Regions from separate parts of the Mus musculus genome. Here regions 1 and 2 are each linked to region 3. The links are chromatin contacts, called in public HiChIP or PLAC-seq maps. All regions are on one chromosome and are shown on one strand. The core of a region is the stretch at or near the end of the contact, and the rest is flanking DNA. Distances in the headings are between cores, read along the strand shown.

What was found. HiChIP or PLAC-seq counts read pairs in DNA pulled down with a chosen protein or histone mark.
Region 1: a contact with region 3 is called in an H3K27ac HiChIP or PLAC-seq map of T-cell acute lymphoblastic leukemia, with 3 times the contacts expected there. The contact joins the enhancer-like site here to the promoter of Tex26 in region 3. A contact is called at or near these places in 2 of 484 Hi-C or Micro-C datasets (both in cortical neurons), 6 of 115 datasets of contacts at active chromatin or transcription factors (T-cell acute lymphoblastic leukemia, craniofacial prominence, double positive thymocytes and 3 more) and 1 of 9 other capture datasets (adipose tissue).
Region 2: a contact with region 3 is called in an H3K4me3 HiChIP or PLAC-seq map of craniofacial prominence, with 3 times the contacts expected there. The contact joins the enhancer-like site here to the promoter of Tex26 in region 3. A contact is called at or near these places in 5 of 39 promoter capture datasets (cranial neural crest, frontonasal cranial neural crest, hippocampal neurons and 2 more), 5 of 115 datasets of contacts at active chromatin or transcription factors (craniofacial prominence, double positive thymocytes, embryonic midbrain and 2 more) and 1 of 9 other capture datasets (embryonic stem cells).

Annotation. Positions count from the first base shown.
Region 1 is chr5:148,977,153-148,979,977 of GRCm38.p6, reverse strand. All of the region lies in intron 4 of Gm15411 (a long non-coding RNA gene), which reads left to right. Among named protein-coding and RNA genes, the nearest start is that of 5930430L01Rik, 17 kb to the left of the region's middle. Within about 2 kb of position 1,302, at least 138 of the 459 cell types and tissues checked have an H3K27ac peak or open chromatin away from gene starts, as enhancers often do. A contact at or near this core is called in T-cell acute lymphoblastic leukemia, adipose tissue, craniofacial prominence and 1 more, where this site is marked.
Region 2 is chr5:149,029,962-149,032,792 of GRCm38.p6, reverse strand. No RefSeq gene overlaps it. Among named protein-coding and RNA genes, the nearest start is that of Gm15411, 15 kb to the right of the region's middle. Within about 2 kb of position 1,317, at least 348 of the 459 cell types and tissues checked have an H3K27ac peak or open chromatin away from gene starts, as enhancers often do. A contact at or near this core is called in craniofacial prominence, double positive thymocytes, forebrain and 2 more, where this site is marked.
Region 3 is chr5:149,438,303-149,441,267 of GRCm38.p6, reverse strand. It overlaps Tex26 (testis expressed 26), which reads right to left and starts at 1,608. Exons shown (of 7, transcript NM_029464.2): 1 at 1,481-1,608. The coding sequence starts at 1,541.

The sequences.
Region 1 (2,825 bases), core at 53-2,552, 460 kb after region 3:
AGAGTTCAACTTCTGGAATCCACATGGTAGAGAGAAGTGAGTGATTCATGCAACTTGCCCCTCAGCCCCCAACATGCATGCTGTAGCAGAAACACCCTCCCTCTCCAAAATAAATATATAAAAGTAAAGAGTTCTGAGCAGTCATTGCTCCTTTACCTCTCTGTATGTCGCCCCCATGACTACTGCATCTATAGAAACAAATAGAAAATGAGAACGTTCCAGCAGAACTTTTCTCTGACTTGAGTAACCTTGAAAGGAAGCTAGTTTCTGAATTTGACGGAGAATATCTCTACCACGCAAGGTATCACAGACTTCAGTCCCAGCAGCTGGAGATGTTGAGGGCTATACAGTGAGACCCTGGAGCAGTGAGAGAAAGAGGGACAGAGACAGACAGACAGACAGACAGACAGATAGACACACACACACACACACACACACACACAGAGAGAGAGGAGAGGAGAGACAGACAGACAGAAGACAGACAGACAGAGGGGAGGGGAGGGGAGGGAACAGGAAAGGAAAGGTGATAGAGAGACAGAGCGAAATTGAGAAACAAAAACAGAGACAGAGGCAAAGATGGGGGTGGGGGAGGAGAAGGGAAGGGAGAGGAGAAAGGAAAGGCCCATCCCTGTAGTCCTAGCACACAAGAGGGCAGCAAGTTCAAAGCCAACCTGGGTTACACATAGTCTCAGAATAATATACATGATAAATGATATCATTTATATAAGATATATGTTAAATTTTGAGGTAGAAATTAATTATAAAGAACCCCGAGTGCACTAAAAGTCTACAGCCATGCATTTTAGAAAATCAGTGGATTGGAAGAAGAGGGGGGCTCGGGGAGATCGGGACTGACGACTTGGGTGTCTTTTATATTACTGGGCTGCAGAGCACACATTTGTTTAGGCTTGCGAGCCTGTGCATCTTACACCAAAGACTGATGTCTCAAAGAAGCTCCAGGTAGCAGGTGCGATGTTCGTGCCAGCCTGCTGTGGGCTGCAGCATGGTGATCTTCCCTGCCAGCCTACCTTCCAATGCTCACTTCCTGAAAGCAAAGACTTTGATACTGGATTCCCAAATGTGTCATGAAGTCTCTCCAAACACAAAACCATGCACTCCCGCTTTTAAAAATAATAGCCCGGATGGCTTGTCTGTGTGGCGGGTCTAACAGGCATTCACGAATAAGCGATGTCCAAACAGGGACGTCAGAACAGAACCTGCCAGTCCAGAGCTTGGTGTGCAACGAGGGCAGGAATTACTGCAGAGAACTGAAGGCCTGGTTAACCTGCAACCACACAGAACACGAGGCAAAGGCGTGTGTGTGGCTCAGTGCTCTGTGGTGTACTTGGAACTACATAGCTGAGGGATTAGAGGTTGTTTGCTTGCTCGGTGCAAAGCAAGAGGCTTAGAGGAACTTCAATGACAACCGAAAGTTGACTCCTGTAACCGACTGTCTATGCTTGACAAGCCCAGTAAGTTGATAACCTTTTAGAGCTAAAAGGTCCCAGAGTCTCACTAAGCACCGGCCTGTAACATTCCTGCCTAAGCCCGCTGCTGTTTGGCACCATGGAACCTAAATAAAGGAAAACTTTTCCTGCCCAAGTATTTTTTTTTTTCCGGGCATTGATTACCTCTTGAGGCGTCCCCAGGGGTTGCAGCTGTTGTTTCCCACGGTTCCTAGGGTTGTAACTATAGAGGCATAACGTGGCAGTTACAACACATGGCCCAGGAAACTGTCACATACTGACAAGCTTCTTGCCACGGGATCTTTTTTAGCTGATGGCGCCATTGCTTGTCTGCAGCCACCCTCTCTGCAAGAATACCTCTGTTATATACTCAGAGCACAAGAGAGGTGCATGCCGACACTAAGGCTTCCCCAGGCCTCTCTCTGCAATACTGCCCTTAACAGAGTAGCTGGGCCAGGTCCTAACTGGTGGAATTTTGTATTTGCTTATTATTATGGAAGGGGCTATTTTTAAGTGTGAGACACTTCCTATCTTTGAGTTAACTCAAACCCATTTCCTACGAACAAAGCAGGCAACGGGGCTGCTAGGATTCAGAGGCTCGCTCAGATTACAGTCTGAAAGTCCCCTGGATGACACAAAGAGGGTGGCCTTGCAGGAAGGCTGGGGTTTATGACAAGAGGATTTCCTGAGCTCTGCTAACATCTGTTCCTCGGGAAGCCTGGCTTCTAGGAGAGGGGATTTGGGTTGAGCTCTGCCCTTGGGGTGGAGGGCGTGTAAGACAGAGACAGTTAGAGCTGCCTGCTCTGCCAGATTCTATTTCCTGTTGTTAAGCAGGTTCTTGTCAGGGGCTTGTGAGGTGCTGATGAGGAATTCTGCTGACCTTCCCTGTGCCATCTTGCCCCATCCCTCCTGCGACCTTTCTCCTTCCTTCCTTCCTTCCTTCCTTCCTTCCTTCCTTCCTTCCTTCCTTTTTTCCTTTCTCTCTTCTCCTCCTCCTCCTTCTCCTTCCTTCTCCTTCTCCCGCTCCTCCTCCTCCTCCTCCTCCTCCTCCTCCTCCTCCTCCACCTCTTCTTTTTGCCAAGACAGGTTCTCTCTATGCAGCTCTGCTTGTACTGGAATTCACTATGTGGACCAGGCTGGCCTCAAACTCAAGGAGATCCCTTTATCTCCCAAGTCCTGGAATTAAAGGTATATATATATATATGGCACTACATCCTGCTGTCTAGTACTTTGTCTTAACCCATTGATGCCCATAAGCAGTCCTGTATGCCAGGTTCTATTGGTCTGCTCATGTGCCCAAAGTCATTCATCTTCTACGGGTCACCCCTGGGTTAACACTCGTGTTGTTGCTCATGATGA
Region 2 (2,831 bases), core at 68-2,567, 410 kb after region 3:
GCACCAACCAGACCCCATTACAGATGGTTGCAAGCTAACATGTGGTTGCTGGGAATTGAACTCAGGACCTCTATAAAAGCAGTCCATGCTCTTAACCGCTGAGCCATCTCTCCAGCCCTGTCCTTTACTTTCTACTTATGGTTATGTGTGTGCGGAAGAGGATGTCAGATCCTTAGACGCTGGGGCTCTAGGCAGTAGTGAGCAGTCAGATGTGGGTTCTGGAAACTGCACTTGGGTCCTCAGGAAGAAAAACAAGTACTCCTAACTGCTGCATCCCAAAGATGCATTTCTTCTTTTCTTTCCACGATGAATTTATTTTAAGGGTTTCTTACCTGTATGTATGTATGTATGCATGCATGCATGTATGTATGTATGCATGCCTATGTGCGTGTATGTGTAGCATGTATGTGCCTGGTACCTCAGTGACCAGAAGAGGTTATGGGAGACTGGAGTTATGGGAGGTGGTGAGCTACCATGCGGGAACTGGCAACTGAAACTGGGTCCACTGAGCCATCCCTTCGGAGCTGATACATTTCTACACTCCCAAGTATAACCAGTTCCTTTCAATAGGCACATGAACCCACCTTGTCCAAACAGAAGGTTGAAAAATCCAAAGACCGGATGGATTAGTGGGCAGGCAGCTTGTCTCAGCCCTACTCATTCATTCCTTTAACAGATGGGCCAGACACTGGGCTTGGCCCTGGAGCAAAAGAGACCAACGGTCTTCTATCCAAAGCGTCTACGACCTACCAGATAATTCAACACACAATTAAGGGGGGAACACATTGAGAAAGAGAAGTTTAGACGATGCTAAAGAGTGAAAATAATAAGGCAAGCGGCTGGTGGGAGCGTCCTCGGTTTGAAGGGGCCATTCTGAGGAGGACATGGGAGAGCTGGTTCATTTTCAAACTTTTCCAGCAGTCTGAGTACTGTTTCAGTGGTTTGGACAAGAACCGGTCATTGAACTGCGCAGGACCCCCGGCCGCCATCCCTTCAAGACCCTGCAGGTTCAAGTCTAGTTACTTCTTTCCCCAGCTCCTTCCCAGGCCAGGAAGGAACAGACTCTGCGCAGGACTCTCCCCTGTTGTATTCACGCTCTCCCAGGAGCAGGCCTCAGGAGCCAGCTCAGGATGTGGGGTGTTGCAAAGAACAGCGACAGCTGCAGTTGGAGGTGGCTGCCCGGGCAGCGAGCCAGCGGCTGCCACGGCTTTAGAGCCAAGGCCTCCCTGGCCTCCCGCATGCCCCCTGTAAGCGAGCAGCCACAGCGATGGAGTCCAGTGCACCAGCGCACCAGCGCAAAAGGGTAGCTTTCATTTTCTCATTGTGCGCGGTGCTGACGGAGCGCAGGGAAGAGAAGGGCGAGACCGCCTCCCGGGCCAGTCTGTCGGCGGCAGCAGCAGAAACCTCTTTTGCTGACACCGGGGGAAGAGGAAACACGAGTGCCTGGGGAAGCCCGCTAACAACACGGAGCACAGCACAACCCGCGTGCAGGCGTTCAGCCTTCCCCTGATAGATGGCTCCGTCCTTTTTCTGGATCATAGACTCTAGTCCACCCCACACCCTCCAGTTGTGTCAGAGGAACCGAAGGCCTTGCAGTCTACCCCCGAGACACATCCTCAGGCCTTTCTCCATTTCTCCTCACTTCCCTGTGTCTTCTGCCAGTTATAAGAGTCTTGTTCTCCTAGGGCCAGTCTCCCTTAAGTCCTTTAGGGTGTTGATTTCAGGCCCTCCCCAAAAGATATAAAAATCCACAGGTGTTCTAGTTCTGTCTATAAAATGATGGATGTTTGCCCAGAACACACACATGCATCCTCCTGGATATTTTAAATCACCTCTAGGTGACCACAATGCAGATGTTATGAATGTAGCTGTTATATTGTGTTATTTTGTGAATGGTGGAAAGAAAAGGCCTCTACACGTTCTGTATAGATGTCTTTTTGGAAGTGACATAAACTAATTTTGACCCACTAATGGAGAACATGGGTATAGGAATGTCTGACTGATTTATAAAACACAAAATGTAAGCCAAGAGTAGAAGGTGCACCTATAAGCCCAGCACTTAGGAGTCTGAGGCAGGAAGACCACCAGGAATTCAAGGCAAACCTGGGCTACATAGTGGGTTTGAAGCCAGCTTGAACTGCACAGCAAGACCGTGTCTCAGAAAGGAAAACCAACCAAACAAAAAAGTATAGAGCCAGGCATGGTGGCACTTGCAACCGAGTACTTGAGAAGCTGAGGCAGGAGGATTGTCACAAGTTCAAGACCAACCTGAGCTACAGAATGAGTTCCAGGCTACCCTGATTATAGAGTAAGAACTTGTCTCAAAAATAAACAGAAAGACGGAGGCAGGAGGATTACATGTTAGAAGACTGCCTGTAATACAGAGAGAGTTCCAAGCCAGTTAGAGCTACACAAGTGGTGGTGGTGATGGAGGAAGAGGGGGGAGGAGGAGGGGGAAGGAAGAGGGGAGGAGATGAAGGAGGGGAGAAGGGGAGGGGGAGGAAGCAGCTGCAGACACTAAACCCAGGCCCCTGATGGAAATGGGGCCCAGGTTCCCACACAGTCCCTGGTAGGCTCTGCTGAGATGGGAGAGTTGGCCTGAGGGAGTCTCATAGAGTGAGTGTCTAGGGCTAAAGTCTTCAGCTCCTGGCAGCAAGTCAGAGGCAGATGCTTGGTTTCTCCGGGAGCACTCACCTCCTGGGTCCTGCCTAGAGTAGGGAGCACCTCTGGGACCATCATTCACCTAGGCTTGCTGGCTGTGTTCCCCTGGCCCAGCCTGGTAAGGAGCAAGATGGAATTAACCCCTTCCTTCCTCCTGGTTCCTGAAGATG
Region 3 (2,965 bases), core at 359-2,858:
AGGAGTGACTCAACAGCAGGCATCAGCTGTCTCTTCTTTGGGGACAAAGATTAGAGATGACATATCTCACACTCTTCTTGGGAGGGTGACTTTAGCAGCAATGGAAGATGGGATTGTGGCTGTGACAGACCCAAGGCTGAAGGGGCAGATGACCCAGCAGGTGAGGGCTGAACAAAAGAGATCTGTAACCAATCAAGGGCTCCTTCTCTAACAGCCTGGGCCCTCTTCATTGTACTCTCAACTTCTGGAAGGTTCCAAGGAGGACAGGAAGGTGATTTTTGTCCACACTGAGGCACAGGGGCCTCTGGGCCATGCATGGAAACTGCCTGATCAAGAGCGGGATAGTTCAGTCTGAACATTTGGCATTGGGTACTGAGTGTAGACAGTAGAGTCCCTGGCAGTTTGTGCAGCACCGGAAGTCCTGGGGTACGTGATCAATTCCGTAAGAGGAGGAATCCTAACTCTTATCTGTTCCAGACAAGGAAGGAGACTACTGGCCTAGGAAAATACCTGACAGACAGAGTGTTTAGAAAAAGGGAAATGGAAATTAAGGAGTGCCCTTGGGGATCCTGGGAGCTTTTCCCTCCTCCATCTCCTGACCTCGCCGTCCTATAGAATCTGAAAACATTTAACATTTTTTTTAACTGAATACGCTCCTTCCCGCCCTCCCCCCTCACACACACACTCCAGCTTTCCACTCTTCGTTTACAGAGAACTAGATTGGAATGTAAACACCCACTTCATTGTTCTCTTAGGAGCATCATTCTAAAGAATCCTCACAGCCCCTTAGCCAGCTCGGCTAGACGGCTGCAGCCGGCCATTATTGCTCCGAAGGGATGGATACGCTGACTGTGCACTCAGTAATAATGCTACTCGAGTCGCAACTAACAGCCAGGGGAGGTGATGTCTCTTCACCAACGCAAAACGCTGAGCTGGTAAACCCGCTGCCGCCGCCGCAAGCAGAACCACAGAGCAAGGCTCTCCATCTGTCACCTGGCAGAGCGCCTTTGAAAAGGGCTCAGCTCCCAGCCCAGTCTGCAGACAGAGCAGCCCTGGCCGGCTGATCCCGCCCCTCCCCTCCCTCCCGCCCCACTGAATTTGCTGTTTGCGACTTAAAGAACCAGCCAGACTCCTTCTCTCCCTCCATTACGTCCCCAGTTCTGTTCATTTGTCTTCGGCTCTGTTGTCCTTGGAAGGACACTAGCTGTGGCTTTATCATGTCTCCTCAGGGGTTTCCTTAAGTATTTAAAGGGACACCCCAGAGTTTTAGAGAGGGGAGTATAAAGGGCTGGACAGGAGTGTGATTTTGGACAGCTGATCTTTCTCCCTGACTCACTTGCGCCTCCCTGCCATCTCTAAAAGCGAGGCAAACCTCTCACGATTGATGCCCTTGGGGAAAAAAAAACTGCCTTATTTAAAACAACTCCACCGCACACACAGCACACCACGCCCCGCAGACCCGCAGCGTGGGCAGTCTTACTTGACTGGAGCTTGGGGTCACATTGAGCAGGGCACGAAACCTTGTTCCTATACCGGGCCATCTTGTCCCAAAAGGTCGCCTTCCCGCCCTGACAAGGCAGTAGTACTCCGCTCTGCGCCCCACCCTCTGCGCGTGCCTTTGTGAAGCGTCGCTATGGAGACGCCTCAGTCTCCGCCCCTGGACCCAGAGGGTGAGCGCATCACGCTGATTCCTGACTTTCATGGAGTGCCCTAATCCAATAGTTCTCAACCTATGGACTACGACTCCTTGGGGGTGGGGGGTGTCGAACGAACTTTTCACAGGGGTCACCTAAGACCATCAGGAAACACAGATGTTACCATTATACATTACAATTCATAACCGTAGCAACATTACAGTTATGAAGTAGCCACCAAACAATTTGTAGTTGGGGGGGGGGTCACCACCACATGAGGAACTATATTAAAGGGTCGCAGCATTAGGAAGGTGGAGAGACACTGCTCTGGTCCTTGCAATACTATGCCATTGTTTTATGTATTGGCAAATACGAGCAAACTGGAAAAGGCTGGAAAAAAAAAGTTTATTTTAGCCTGGTATACTGGTGCTCACCGGTGATCCGAGAACTCAGGAGGCTAAGGCAGGAGCCCAACCCTGGAAAGAGATGCCTTGTCTCAAAATATTAAATACCCCGAATATTAAAAACCCAGAAGCAGACAGACAGACGCCCAACCGCAAATTTGTGTCCATTCATAATTTTCAATGTAAGCAAAATTGGGCAAGGTTGGCATGGAAATCTGTAGGACACAGCGACTACACTCAAGGATGAGAAAGATGTGGTATAAGGGAAAGGTAAAAGTTTCGGCATCAGGTCTGTGTGAGGTCAACCCAGAGCATCCTAAGCTAGTGTCTAGTTACTTCAGGGAAACATTGGGCACAGGCTAATTACGGAGAGTCCAGAGGGATAATGGATGCAGCAGGGTCATCCTCCACTACATAGTTTGTCCAGGGGCAGCCTGGGTTACACCAGACCTTATTTTTAATAAATACAAAAAATCCCAAACTATATTCCTAGTACCAATCATAGGATGCCACTTTGTTACTGTACACTGGCCGGCTGATCCTACCCACTTATACATGTTAGAGTGTGGCTTTTAATTTTTTTCCACTTGTGATCACACTGTGCCTGAGAAATTTTTATGCCAGCTAGAGTATATAAGGTATATAAGACAAATACACAGGTCACATGTTTATTGATAATGAACCATGAGGAGCTTTATTTTAAAAAGCAATTCATTGCTGTGCATACAATTTTACCATCTATGAAAGATATGAAGCAAATTTGCATATTAATGAGACGTCATATTATTGAGGTTGCATATTAATGAGATGACCTGTTTATCTTACATAAATAATTAAATCTCGGCTGAATAGGAGATGCTGAATATGAGACCATCTTCGGGGCTTTTCAGAATCCATCAATATTTTGGTTCCTATAATCACCAGTAC